Linked DNA regions of Zea mays: regions 1 and 3 are each linked to region 2. The links are chromatin contacts, called in public Hi-C maps. All regions are on one chromosome and are shown on one strand. Each heading gives the region's core, a stretch centred on a gene start, on an enhancer-like site or on the middle of the called end of the contact. The rest is flanking DNA. Distances are from core to core; before and after follow the strand shown. Region 1 holds the start of LOC100282943 (Chaperone protein dnaJ 15). Region 2 holds the start of LOC103650561 (F-box/LRR-repeat protein 3-like). Region 3 holds the start of LOC103650566 (auxilin-related protein 1).

Region 1 (4,019 bases), core at 679-3,178, 590 kb after region 2:
TTGTAAGGGTGAGAGACTCCAAGTTGTGGAGATTCCTCACAAGCGGGAAAGAGTAAAGAAAGAAGAACACCGTGGTATTTAAGTCGATCATTGGATCACTTGAGAGGGGTTGAGTGCAACCCTCGTCCGTTGGGACGCCACAACGTGGAGTAGGCAAGTTTTGTACTTGGCCGAACCACGGGATAAATCCTCGTGTCTCTTGTGCTTGTTCTCACTGTGTCTATTGTATTTCACAAGAGATCTCCTATAACCACTTGATTTCATTGTGCTAACTCTTAATCAAGTTTTGTGGCCTTAAGTGTTAAGTTTTTACAGGATCACCTATTCACCCCCTCTAGGTGCTCTCACAACTCCAAAAATATGTTAAAAATTTTCTCTAAAAATGGTTATTGGTGGCAGACTAAACATTTTTAGAAGCAAAGCATCATATATATACTCCAACAGTCCTTAAAAACTAAAAACTATAAAATCCCACTAGCCTTCGTTACCTCTCTCTTCTCGACGTCAAGACTTATGATCACCGAGGAGCTCCTTACGTCACGTCACTGAGACTAGCTCCAACAGCTCACGTCGGCTAGCCCCCTCTCTCGGGTTGTTCCTTACGAGGTGTAAATGAGGGGAGAAGGGGTCTAACGGTGCCCCCTCCTGCACCCTCTACGGGGAGAGAGAAGTATTCCACCCTGTGTAGGGGGAGTTCTAGTCTCCATCCATTTTGTTAATCAACGCTTTAATTACAAAATCAATCTATTTTTAGTATAATTACAAAATAATAATGTGTATTACAGTACTATTAATATGACAATATTTTTTAAAACTCCAAAAACTAATATATAAAAGGCAAATAGCTCATTTAAAAAGTAAAGGAGAGCTAAATAGAGGGAATAGTTGGAGAGAAAGAGAAATATAAGGAATAATTATTGAAAATGAGGTATTTAAATATAAATATAAAGTACGAATATGATAATTTAGGAGGGAGAATGGTTGAAGATAGCATGAGGAGGAGGCTGCTATGTCGTGTATGCGTCGAAGCCCCACCCAACAAGTGCGCGTGCGACAGAAAAAAAATCGCGGGAGCCTACTCGCATACGAGCGAGGCCGATTGTGGAGAAATAGCTTACACATAAATATGAGGGAGGTGAGGAGATAGATGCGGGATGCTAAGGGTCTGTTTGGTTCGTGGCTAACTATACCAAACTTTGTTTGAGGTTAATTGTCTGAGTTGAAGAACTAGAGGCTGTTTGGTTCTATACATGTGGTGCCAAAAATTGCCACACAATTTTATGCCACACTTGTCTAAGGTGCTTAAGGTTAGACGCTCAAATTCTGCCTCATATTTGTCTTGCCTAAGGAAATCTTGCCACATTTTACTAGTCATTGACTAGTGAGACCTACACTGCAGGAGAAAAATCTTGTCACAACTGTGGCTTCAAACCAAACACATGCCTAACTTGGTCAAACTTGCCTAACCTTAAGCGTGGCAAACTATGTCAAGTTAGACAGCAAACCAAACAGCCCCTAGCCTAAGCAGAAAAGTTATGCAAAATTTGGCAAGTTAGACAACGAACCAAACATGCCCTAATTCTTTCGATAGAGTATAAGGAAGCTGTTGGAGCGAGAAAAATCATTTTTCTAATATTTGCTCGAGTAGATTTACAATTTTTTTTCAAACAATACTCCACAAACAATACAATGCACAGTGCAAAAACAATGTTTAAGTGACCATATAAGTGAACTATTGTACATTGTACTTATATGGTCAGCCAAAACCATGTTTTGCGCTTTATATTGTATTGTTTATAGAGTATAGTTCGAATATAGATATATGTATGAGTAGCTGCTGGAGATATTTCCATGATATGTTTGGTATGATAAACTAAAATAGAGTGTTAGTTTATGTATTTAATACAGAAATTTGAAATTAGTGTCTAAAACCAAACGCTTTCTAAACCAAACACTCCTTGTCGGTCGCCGCTAGCTCCTCCAACCTCGTTGGCCGTTGCCGTCTCCGTCTCGCCCGCCCATCTACGCGGCGAGATCTGCTCGCGCCGCGCCGAGGTGAGCAAAAATTTCTCATCCCGAGTCCCGACCCAACTTGGCGAAAATTATAGAGACCTGCCACTCGTTCCCTTTCCCAGGCGCAGGCGCCTCTCCTTGCCAGGCGTGACACAGACGAACTGGTGCCGCCTCTGCTGGGGCTTGGTCCTCCCAGCCGAGCGCGCCTCATCCGGATCTTGCGACGACGGTGCCCAAGCTCCCGGCCTCCCTTTCGCATCCCTGCTGCGAGCCGTCGGTCTCCGGAAAGAGTTAGAGCCGTCGGTCTCCGTAAAGAATTGGAGCCGCCAGGCGCCTTGAGAAGGTAGATCCGCCGGCAGACGACCTGCTGGTCTAACCGTCGGGCGCCGTTACATGGTCCAACTACCGGCCGTTGGGATCGGATGCATTATTTTTTGAACCTTTTATTTGTTATTACATCTGTTAGGGTTTTGTCCCGGGATGTCGTCGTCGGGGAAGATGGAGGGGCCGTCTGCCCCGGTGGTGCGTCGGGATCCCTACGAGGTGCTCAGCGTTCCCAGAGATTCCTCCGACCAGGAGATCAAGTCCGCCTACCGGAAGCTCGCACTCAAGTACGGTTTCAATGACCCTTTTCGTTTGCTATGCTGCTTTGATTTGTGTGGTGGAAGAGTGTTTTGATTTGGGTAGCGTAAGAGAGGAAAACCCAGACGCTACTCCGTTAGTTTAACATAGGCCTGTTTGGCATAGCTCATAGAGCAGCTGCCAGGCTAAACCGAGGAGGAGCTCTGCCAAACTATACGTTAGCGAGAAGCGGGTTTTCTGTGAAGCGATTATTTCAAATAAAATGTTCCTGATTTGGTAGTTTATGAATTTGGTAACGGCCAACTAGGTGAGTCAATATGCTAGCTAATGTGCTGCAATTTTTCAGTGCTTAATTATTTCTAATACTTTGCCCAGATCTTAGCAATGATGAAATGGCGAATACTCATGATCAGTGTCTTATTATTAATAACACATTGTCCAGCTCTCAGCAAAGTTGAACTGACGAATACTCATGCGAGGTGCACTCAATGACGAATTTAGTTCCCACATCTGCTTCTTGATGAGAAAGCAGCAAAAAACCTATCAGTGATAATTTTTTCAAGCGAATGCAGAGAACATTTTTCAGGCTCCAGATGGATATCAGTTCCTATATTGGCAAAAGATATTTGTTTAATTTTTTGTTTATTCAAGTTGAAAACTGCCATTGCTTTCGATCCAACCGTGTTTGCCTGAGCAATAATTAACGGAATAATATTATTCCTCAAAAAAAAGCATGTACTAGTTTAGTTGCTAGTCATTCTAGAATATACAATATGAGAAGAATTGCAAGAAGTGTTGCTGCCCCACACAGTGCAACAGGAATCAATGTGACTATCTCGTCTATCCAAGCTCCTAATAAACCTTAGTAATAGCTATTTACTTGCTGTTCAGACCATGCTGAGAGTGTATGGTAATGGCTGTTGTAACTGATGTTTTTTTGTTAAATTTTGGATCTATATATGTATATTCATTTACATTCCATACAGTAGCAATCATTCCATAAACTACAAAGCATCAAGAAAAAATTATAGGTAGCAGCAGTAAATGGCCACGTGCGGCTTCTGTTGGGTTTCAAGTTTCAACTCTACCCTACCCAACTTGCTTGGGAGTTAGGACTAAAAGGCTTTTGTTGATGCTGTTGTTGCAGCAGTAAATGGACTAATATGTTCAGATCAACATAGTAGAAATCAATTTAGAATCAAAGCCAGTCAACCAAATTGACTAAATCATCAAGCACATTTCTTCTGCGTCACAGTCGCTCCCACACCACTGTGTGCACTTTGCGCCCCTTCACATGAGAGGAGAGTATCTAACCACTAACTGGATGGAACACAAGTATCTAACCACTTTGTTCTTGTGGTGAAACACCAATGGGATGGAGTGAACACAAATATCTAACTACTTAAACCTTTTGAATGCTTGGT
Region 2 (3,796 bases), core at 1,197-3,696:
CGGGGCTGAGCCCGAGTCCGAGCCCTGGGGTCGGGCGGAGCGGAGTTCGTCGTCTTCCGGGGCTGAGCCCGAGTCCGAGCCCTGGGTCGGGCGAAGCGGAGTTTCCTATGGCGCTTGAGGCCGGACTTGGCTGCTGTCAGCCTCACTCTGTCGAGTGGCACAGTAGTCGGAGCGGCGCAGGCGGCGCTGTCCCCCTGTCAGACCGGTCAGTGGAGCGGCGAAGTGACCACAGTCACTTCGGCTCTGTCGACTGGAGAGCGGGCGTCAGGATAAAGGTGTCAGGCCACCTTTGCATTAAATGCCTCCGCGATTTGGTCGGTTGGCGTGGCGATTTGGTCAAGGTTGCTTCTTGGCGAAGACTGGGCCTCGGGCGAGCCGAAGGCGTGTCTGTTGATGGAAAGGGGGCCTCGGGCGAGACGTAGATCTTCCGGGGTCGGCTGCCCTTGCTCGAGGCTGGGCTCGGGCGAGGCGTGATCGCGCCCCTCGAATGGACCGATCCTTGACTTAATCGCACCCATCAGGCCTTTGCAGCTTTGTGCTGATGGGGGTTACCAGCTGAGATTTAGGAGCCTTGAGGGGTACCCCTAATTATGGTCCCCGACATAATTGTTTGGGGATCTGGAGATCATAAATCCAACCTTTATTGCCGTTATTGCAGAAAAAATAATCATCATATTTCTCAGTGCCCCTAAAGTGAGAAATAAAGAGGTGAGAAAGAAAAGGTAATTGGATAAGTCTTCTGCTGAAGCCAATTTTGTTGAAACTTTAGATAGTGGAGAAGCTCTGTTTGTTGCCTTTGTTGAAAAGTGCTCTTCTTGGATTCTCGATCCCGCTTGCACTTTTCATATTTGTTCGCGTAGAGATTAGTTTTCTGATTATGTTCAGTCTCATGTTGGTGAAGTTGTTATTGGAGATGCATCCACATGTGAGATTATTGGAATCGGCTCTATTTATATCCAAGTTCAGATGGAAGTATTAAGAAACTTATCGATGACCGTTTTGTTCCAAAATTGAAGAGAAATCTTATTTCTTTGAGCACTTTAGAAGCATTGGGATTCAATTTTCCTTCTATTGATGGTGTTCTTATGGTTTCTCGTGGCAATCGTATTATCTTGAAGGGCAACCATTTGAATAATCTTTATTATTTGCAATGTTCAACAGTTGATGTTGAATCTGTTTCTATTGCGTTCCAGAAGAGAGGTGATTTTGATGATACCAAGTCGTGCTCTAGTTTTAAGTGTAATATTTCCTTAGACTTGGTTGATATTCAAATTTAGCATCCTAGTAGTGTTTGGGAAACAGTTCTATGTATTTAGAGTCAAGGGGAGATTTGTTGGAATATGCCTCTAATTCCTTTTATATATTTGGAATATGCCTTGGAATATTCTTTCCTGTACGCCTATAAATATAGGCCCTCCATGTAACTTGTATTCTGCGGTTAATAGTGGTTTTATTTTCTCGTGGTTGTTTGCTCCTCTATATGTGGGATGGTTTTTCCACATAAATCTTTGTGTCTATTTTATTCTCTAACACTCCGGTATATGAGGTACTATATTTAGAATTCAATAGACCGAAGTTATATTCGTTGATAATTTTTTGTAAAATAATGATAATGCTAGAGCATGTTTTTATGTTAAAGTCATATCCTTTAAAATAGGACCCTGTTTATCTTGTTGGAGATGCTCCGTGACAAATCTAGCTATTCCAACGTACATAACATGGAAGCGTGATTTTATCGTGTCAGGATGTTTTGGGGTGACTAAAAAAATTTTAAATAGAAAATAATTAAGAATGATTAAAAATGATTTTTTTGAGTAGTTGTGCCACACCACATAGTCAGATTGCTCTTGGATCATCGAAAACTTCCCGACCAATCTCTACTGAAATCAGATTACTATACGCAATCATTTTACTATGTAACAGATTAATAGTAGAATGATTACGTATTATATTGTAGTATCAAGAAAAAGAATGAAATAATGAGACTATAGCGACATCCATTCAGTTGGGAATGTGATCCCTGCCATGATAACTTCTTTTCTTCACATTGTTTACCTATCGAGCTATCACGAGAGTTTCTTCCTTTTTCTTAATTTCTTCTTCTAAAGAGAAAAGGAAGAGTAGCAACTCGCGGCGGGCACGGGTCATCACTGGCCTGTCGACATCAGTACTGGTCCGAGAGTAGGGGTATTTTAGTCATCTTCTCCATCGCACTACCGTGGACTGATCAGGTGCCACCTTCGACCCTCACCTGAGGCAGGCGGTATTCCGACCGGCTTCACCTATCCACATCTCTCTCTCTCTCTCCCTCCCTCTTCCGTCTCTCTCCTATGCTCCACACCTCCACGCCTCTCCTCACCTGTGGAGCTCCCCACAGCCCGTAACTACCTGCCCCCAGTCCCCGCCGCCCCGCCTCGCCTGACCCCAGTCCCCGCGGTTTATCCACCACGACACCACCACCTCTCCACCGCTGGGCCGGATCGATCGGGATCGCGCCGCCGCCGCCGCCCTCCGCACTCGCGGGATCCTGCTCCTACCATGCAGCAGCGCTGCGCCCTTGCCCGACCGCGCCGGCCCGCCGAACCGCGCGTCCCGCTCCCCGACGACCACCCCTTCGTCGCCGTCTTCTCCTTCCTTTTCATCCCCACCTAAACCAACCTCCTCGCAGCGTAATTCTGCCAGTATCTCCTCATCTTCTCTCGTCGCCGGGAGAGCGAACGGATCGCCGCGTGCTCGGCCGACGGGATGAGCCGGGAGGCGCAGAAACTCGATTGCGCCACCGGCGGCGGCGGCGGCGTCGGGATAGGGGTCTTGTCGCTGGACCTGCTGGGCCAGGTGCTGGACCGCCTACGGGAGCCGCGGGACCGCAAGGCGTGCCGCCTCGTCAGCCGCGCCTTCGAGCGCTCCGAGGCCGCGCACCGACGCGCGCTGCGGGTGCTCCGACGCGAGCCGCTCCCGCGCCTGCTCCGCGCGTTCCCGGCGCTCGAGCGGCTCGACCTCTCTGCCTGCGCTTCGCTCGACGACGCCTCCCTCGCCGCGGCTGTTGCCGGTGCCGGTGGGGGCCTCGCCGGCCTCCGCAGCGTGTGCCTCGCGCGGGCCAATGGGGTTGGCTGGCGCGGCCTCGAGGCGCTCGTGGCTGCCTGCCCCAAGCTGGAGGCGGTCGATTTGTCGCACTGCGTCAGCGCCGGGGACCGCGAGGCCGCTGCGCTGGCGGCGGCGGCCGGGCTCAGGGAGCTGAGGCTGGACAAATGCCTTGCTGTCACCGACATGGGGCTCGCCAAGGTGGCTGTTGGCTGCCCCAGGCTGGAGAAGCTCAGCCTCAAGTGGTGCCGTGAGATCTCTGATATCGGAATTGATCTGCTGGCCAAGAAGTGCCCCGAGCTCCGCAGCCTCAACATATCCTACCTCAAGGTTACTAGTCCCATTTAATTTATTGAACTGTTCATTGCTTTGGTAGTGGTAGTGGACTGATGAAAGATGATCACATGTGGGTAGGTGGTAGGACTAGCAATTGTCCAATTGACACGCTGTTTAGAGAAATGGTGAAAATTTCGTATGTAGCAACACACCTATAATAGGCATCTTTGCCCCAAGAAAGTTTGGGCAGTCTAGTTAATTAGTTGTTTTGATACCCAAGTACCCAACAAGAGCTGCACAAACCAAATTTCAGATGCAACATGGCGTCAATACAGAAGTGGTTTGGTACCATGATATGCTAAATCTCAACTTTACTCTGGAAATTGTCATAAATCTTGTGAAGTTGGACTTAAGATGGAAGCTAATGCATATGGGTGCA
Region 3 (3,992 bases), core at 402-2,901, 910 kb before region 2:
ATCCTTTATGCATTGACTTGGATGAATAGCGGATAAAATTGCAAGCATTACAGCACTAAGGTATTTAGATAAACATGAACCCAAGCCCATCATATTATCATAATCTAATAGGTTATTAATTCTCAAAATAGGATAAATATTAAATACATATCGTAACTGAGGAAAACTGACAACTTTTGCGGCGCAAAACTCTATGTATAACGTACATCATAAATGCTTTACTAACTGGTATGGATTACCAAACTGAACATTGGGCATAATAAGGCTAGAATCTAATTGTCAAAACATTCAACAAATGAGCCAGAAATATTTGATCCAACTCTACCAACAGCCACATGATCCTATAGTCACCAAATACCGACAAAATCTTCCGGTTCAATTGATCGAACTAACTACGTTACATGTATATCCAATCCTAGACCTCAGCACATATGGATACCGTAACGTCTATCAGTCCCATGCACATTGAAATGCATAAAAGAAAGTAGTCACCTTTGCCGCGGGGAGCTCCTCCCGCCAAAGCCTGGGATCAAATAATCAAACCCAGTACCCGCCGCTGGCCCCATAGCTGCCTCTTGTTTCCTCTTGTCATCCACCTCTTCCCTCACCTGTGAGCTCTTACCAAATCCACCGAGCAGGTCATCGAACGCTGGAGGCGCCTCGCGGCTATGGCTTCCCCCGAACACATCGTCGTAGCGCGCCGAGGAGCTCTTGACCCCAGGGACCCCGACAAAGATGTCGTCGTCGTAGACCGGCTTGTCGAACACCGGCATGGACGAGTGCTTCGGCTTAGGCGGCGGCGCGGTGGAAGCGGGCTCCTTGAACGAGTCGAAGATGTGGTCGAGCGACGGCGACGGCGACGGCGTGGCCTTGGGCAGTGGCGGGGCGGACCCGAAGAGCTCGTCGTAGGAGGGGGCGGCGGCGGATCTGGTATTGGCCCAGGCAGATCCGGAGGGCCCCGAGGAGCGGGCGGCCGACATGGGCGCGGCCTTCCCCTGCGGGCGGAGGCCGAAGTCGCGGGCCAGCAGGCCCTCGAAGTCGTCCATGACGGCCGCGGAGGCCGCGCGGATCGATGGATCCGACGCCCGCTAGCTCGCGCAGCGGCGGCGGCCCGCAGCCTGCCGATCGGCGCGCGCGAACGGGGGCGCGAGGAGGCGGGGTGGATCCGGGCAGGAGCACGAACCCTAGCCGGGAGAGCGCAGGGCGTGAGGCGGGGATCGGAGGAATGGGGTCGCTGGGACAGGCGTCGGTGGGGTCGCCGGAGACGCAGCGTCGCCGGAGTGGTCGCCGGCGATGGCGGAGCGGCGAACAGGAGCGGTCGAGTCAAGAGTCAGAAAGAGAGGAGAGCGGAAGCGGAGGAGGTGGTCTCTCTCTCTCCTCTCTCCTCTCTCAGACGCGGGTGACTGGCGAGCGGGCCCGAATGGCACGAGGGATGTCATATCATTGCTGCCTTGTGGAGTGGGCCCCAGAGAAAAGTTAGAAGAGACCACTGACATGTGGGGATAAAAGGATGGGCCCGGAACGTCTGTGCCTTGTGAATCGGCGCGGGGCAAGGATTTCTGCCACGGCGTCGGTGGCGAGCGGTGACTGCGCGCCTGCGCCTACGCTCTCTCGTCGGCGATAGTGCTGGAAGAAATGCTCATGACTCGCTAGCTCGCTCGGTTCATAATCAGCTCGGTTCGATTCGGATCGGCTCGTTTAATTTTTTTCACGAGCTGAGCTGACATCCTAGCTCAGTTTGCTAACGAGCCGGCTCGGTTCGCTAACGAGCTGGCTCGGTTCGTTAAAAAGCCAGCTCGCGAGCTAAACAAGCTACTATATTCCAGCAAAACGAAACTATATGCATATCATTTACAGAATAATTGATGAATATGTTATATATATGTAAGGTGTTTATGGCCTATAAATTAAACTAATTATTAATGAACTATATCTATGTGTTAATTTTGTCTATGTAAATATAATTATGGGTTAAACTGATGAACATGTATGTGACTTGTGAATTAATGAGTGATGAATTGTGCTATTTTGGTGTTATATTGACGTGGTTTGTAAAACTATGAGTATAATTACTATTTTCTATTGTTAAATTAGTTTGAAATTAACTAAAAATAATTATTATGTATATTTTATTTTTTTCTGCTCTGGCTCGCGAGCTAAACGAGCCGAGTCAAGCTAACTCTGTGGCTCGTTACCTTAACGAGCCGAGCCGAGCTGGCTCGTTAGCTTAACGAGCCAGCTCGAACTAGGACGAGCCGAGCTGGCCCGTTATCCACCCCTAGTCGGTGGGGATCCGGTGTGTGGGACTAGTTGATCGACCCGGTCCGCCCTCCTGCGTGCACGGACTGCGGGTGTGCCGAACTAAACTACACAAGCAAAATAGCAGTTAGACTCTCTTCAACGCCTCCTCACCCCTACTACTGCACACGTAGGGATGGCAACCGGCACATTTTACCCACGTGCTCGCGGGTAAAAACCCTATAGGGTGCGGGTTTGGGTGTGAGTTTGTACCCGTGGGTACAGGTTTTTTCTCATGGGTATGAAAATATTGTATCCGTGCCCGCAAACCCACATACCCGCATGTGTGTATATATAGGGATGAAAACTGTTGGGGGCCTTCATCTTCCGAAGGTCCTCAAAAACATGACTAATAATGTTTCCGAAGTGTAATACACATACAGGCACCTTCGGACTCAGGATGAAGTTGTACACAATATGGGAAGCAGGGTCGGAACGAAGGCTGAACCAACGTCGAAGCTGCGCGCAATGGAGCTTCGGCTCAGTACCAGAAAAAGGAACCGACTTAAGGAGGAAAAGGCTATCTAGTCCCCAATAGATTGTTCTTAAGTCAATAGTAAACAAGAAGGGCATGAATGTAATTTCACATAGACTGCGCCCTGTGCCTATAAATAGATAAACAGTACCCCCGTACTGTTCACGCTGACTTGTATTCGCTCGTGCATCACACATGTACCCTTGCCTTCTGTCAAGCCGAAGGTACAAATGTAATTCAATATTGTTCTTATTCATTCATGATTATATAATAAAAAATATATCAATGGTGTCATATGATTATCTATGTTAATTCTCATGTTTCATATGCTTCATCTTTCATTGATATATGTTGTGATGATGAAGGTACGTCCTTCATGACCTTCATCCGAAGATCGTTATATCCTTAGGGAAATAATGTTTCGAAGGACGAAGGGCATTAACCATTAACTTATTTTTTGTGTTGCCTTGTTCTTAATTCATAGCATTTGAGAACAAGTCCCCAACATTGGCGCCCACCTCCGGTGTACTCACTTCCACAATCTTCGGAAAAGCATCGACATTCGTCATGCCGCCGAAGAAGATAACAGCGCCATGGGATGCACTACAGCCACTGAACACAAACCAGGAGACTCTCTCTCTTCGAGAGGCTCGAAGCCAGAAGAGAAAGGCCACTAGTCCAACATTCCAGGAGGAGGAGTTGGACCAGGAGATCAGGGATATGGAAATCATCCACCAACAGGTGCAAAGGAAAAAGGAGAAGATGGCTCGGCTGGCCGATCTTCAAAGGAAGATCGATGAAGCTACTGAGGAAGTGCGTCATCTTGCTCAAGATGATTAAGACCGAAGGCCCCAACACAGGGAGCTTCGTGAAGAGGGCTTGTTCAACGAAGATGGATGGTAGGATGATTTTAACCATGATACCTTTACTTTTGATGATGCTTCTCCCTTGGCAGCAGAATTGCAGGCGATCCCATGGCCACAATCCTACAAGCCACCCCAGCTACCCATGTACGATGGCACTCGGACCCAAAGCAATTCTTGATGGGCTATGAGGCAACAATATCCTCATACGGAGGCAATGCAGCTATCATGGCAAAGTCCTTCGTCATGGCAGTCCGGAACTGAAAGGGAAATAGGGTTAAACCTTTTCCTAAATGATTTTGGTGGTTGAATTGCCCAACACAAATTATTGAACTAACTAGTTTGCTCTAGATTAC

Evidence for each region. Hi-C and Micro-C count contacts between places; a contact is called where the count stands out from the background.
Region 1: a Hi-C map of ear shows a contact between it and region 2, with 2.2 times the contacts expected there. The contact joins the promoter of LOC100282943 here to the promoter of LOC103650561 in region 2. A contact is called at or near these places in 2 of 25 Hi-C or Micro-C datasets (ear and tassel).
Region 3: a Hi-C map of ear shows a contact between it and region 2, with 2.0 times the contacts expected there. The contact joins the promoter of LOC103650566 here to the promoter of LOC103650561 in region 2. A contact is called at or near these places in 3 of 25 Hi-C or Micro-C datasets (bundle sheath, ear and tassel).

Annotation. Positions count from the first base shown.
Region 1 is chr3:131,018,081-131,022,099 of Zm-B73-REFERENCE-NAM-5.0, reverse strand. LOC100282943 (Chaperone protein dnaJ 15) reads left to right here and starts at 1,928. Exons shown (of 13, transcript NM_001155848.2): 1 at 1,928-2,055; 2 at 2,136-2,356; 3 at 2,480-2,624. The coding sequence starts at 2,494.
Region 2 is chr3:131,610,663-131,614,458 of Zm-B73-REFERENCE-NAM-5.0, reverse strand. LOC103650561 (F-box/LRR-repeat protein 3-like) reads left to right here and starts at 2,446. Exons shown (of 7, transcript NM_001346236.1): 1 at 2,446-3,411. The coding sequence starts at 2,746.
Region 3 is chr3:132,519,163-132,523,154 of Zm-B73-REFERENCE-NAM-5.0, reverse strand. LOC103650566 (auxilin-related protein 1) reads right to left here and starts at 1,651. Exons shown (of 8, transcript XM_008676139.4): 1 at 493-1,651. The coding sequence starts at 1,046.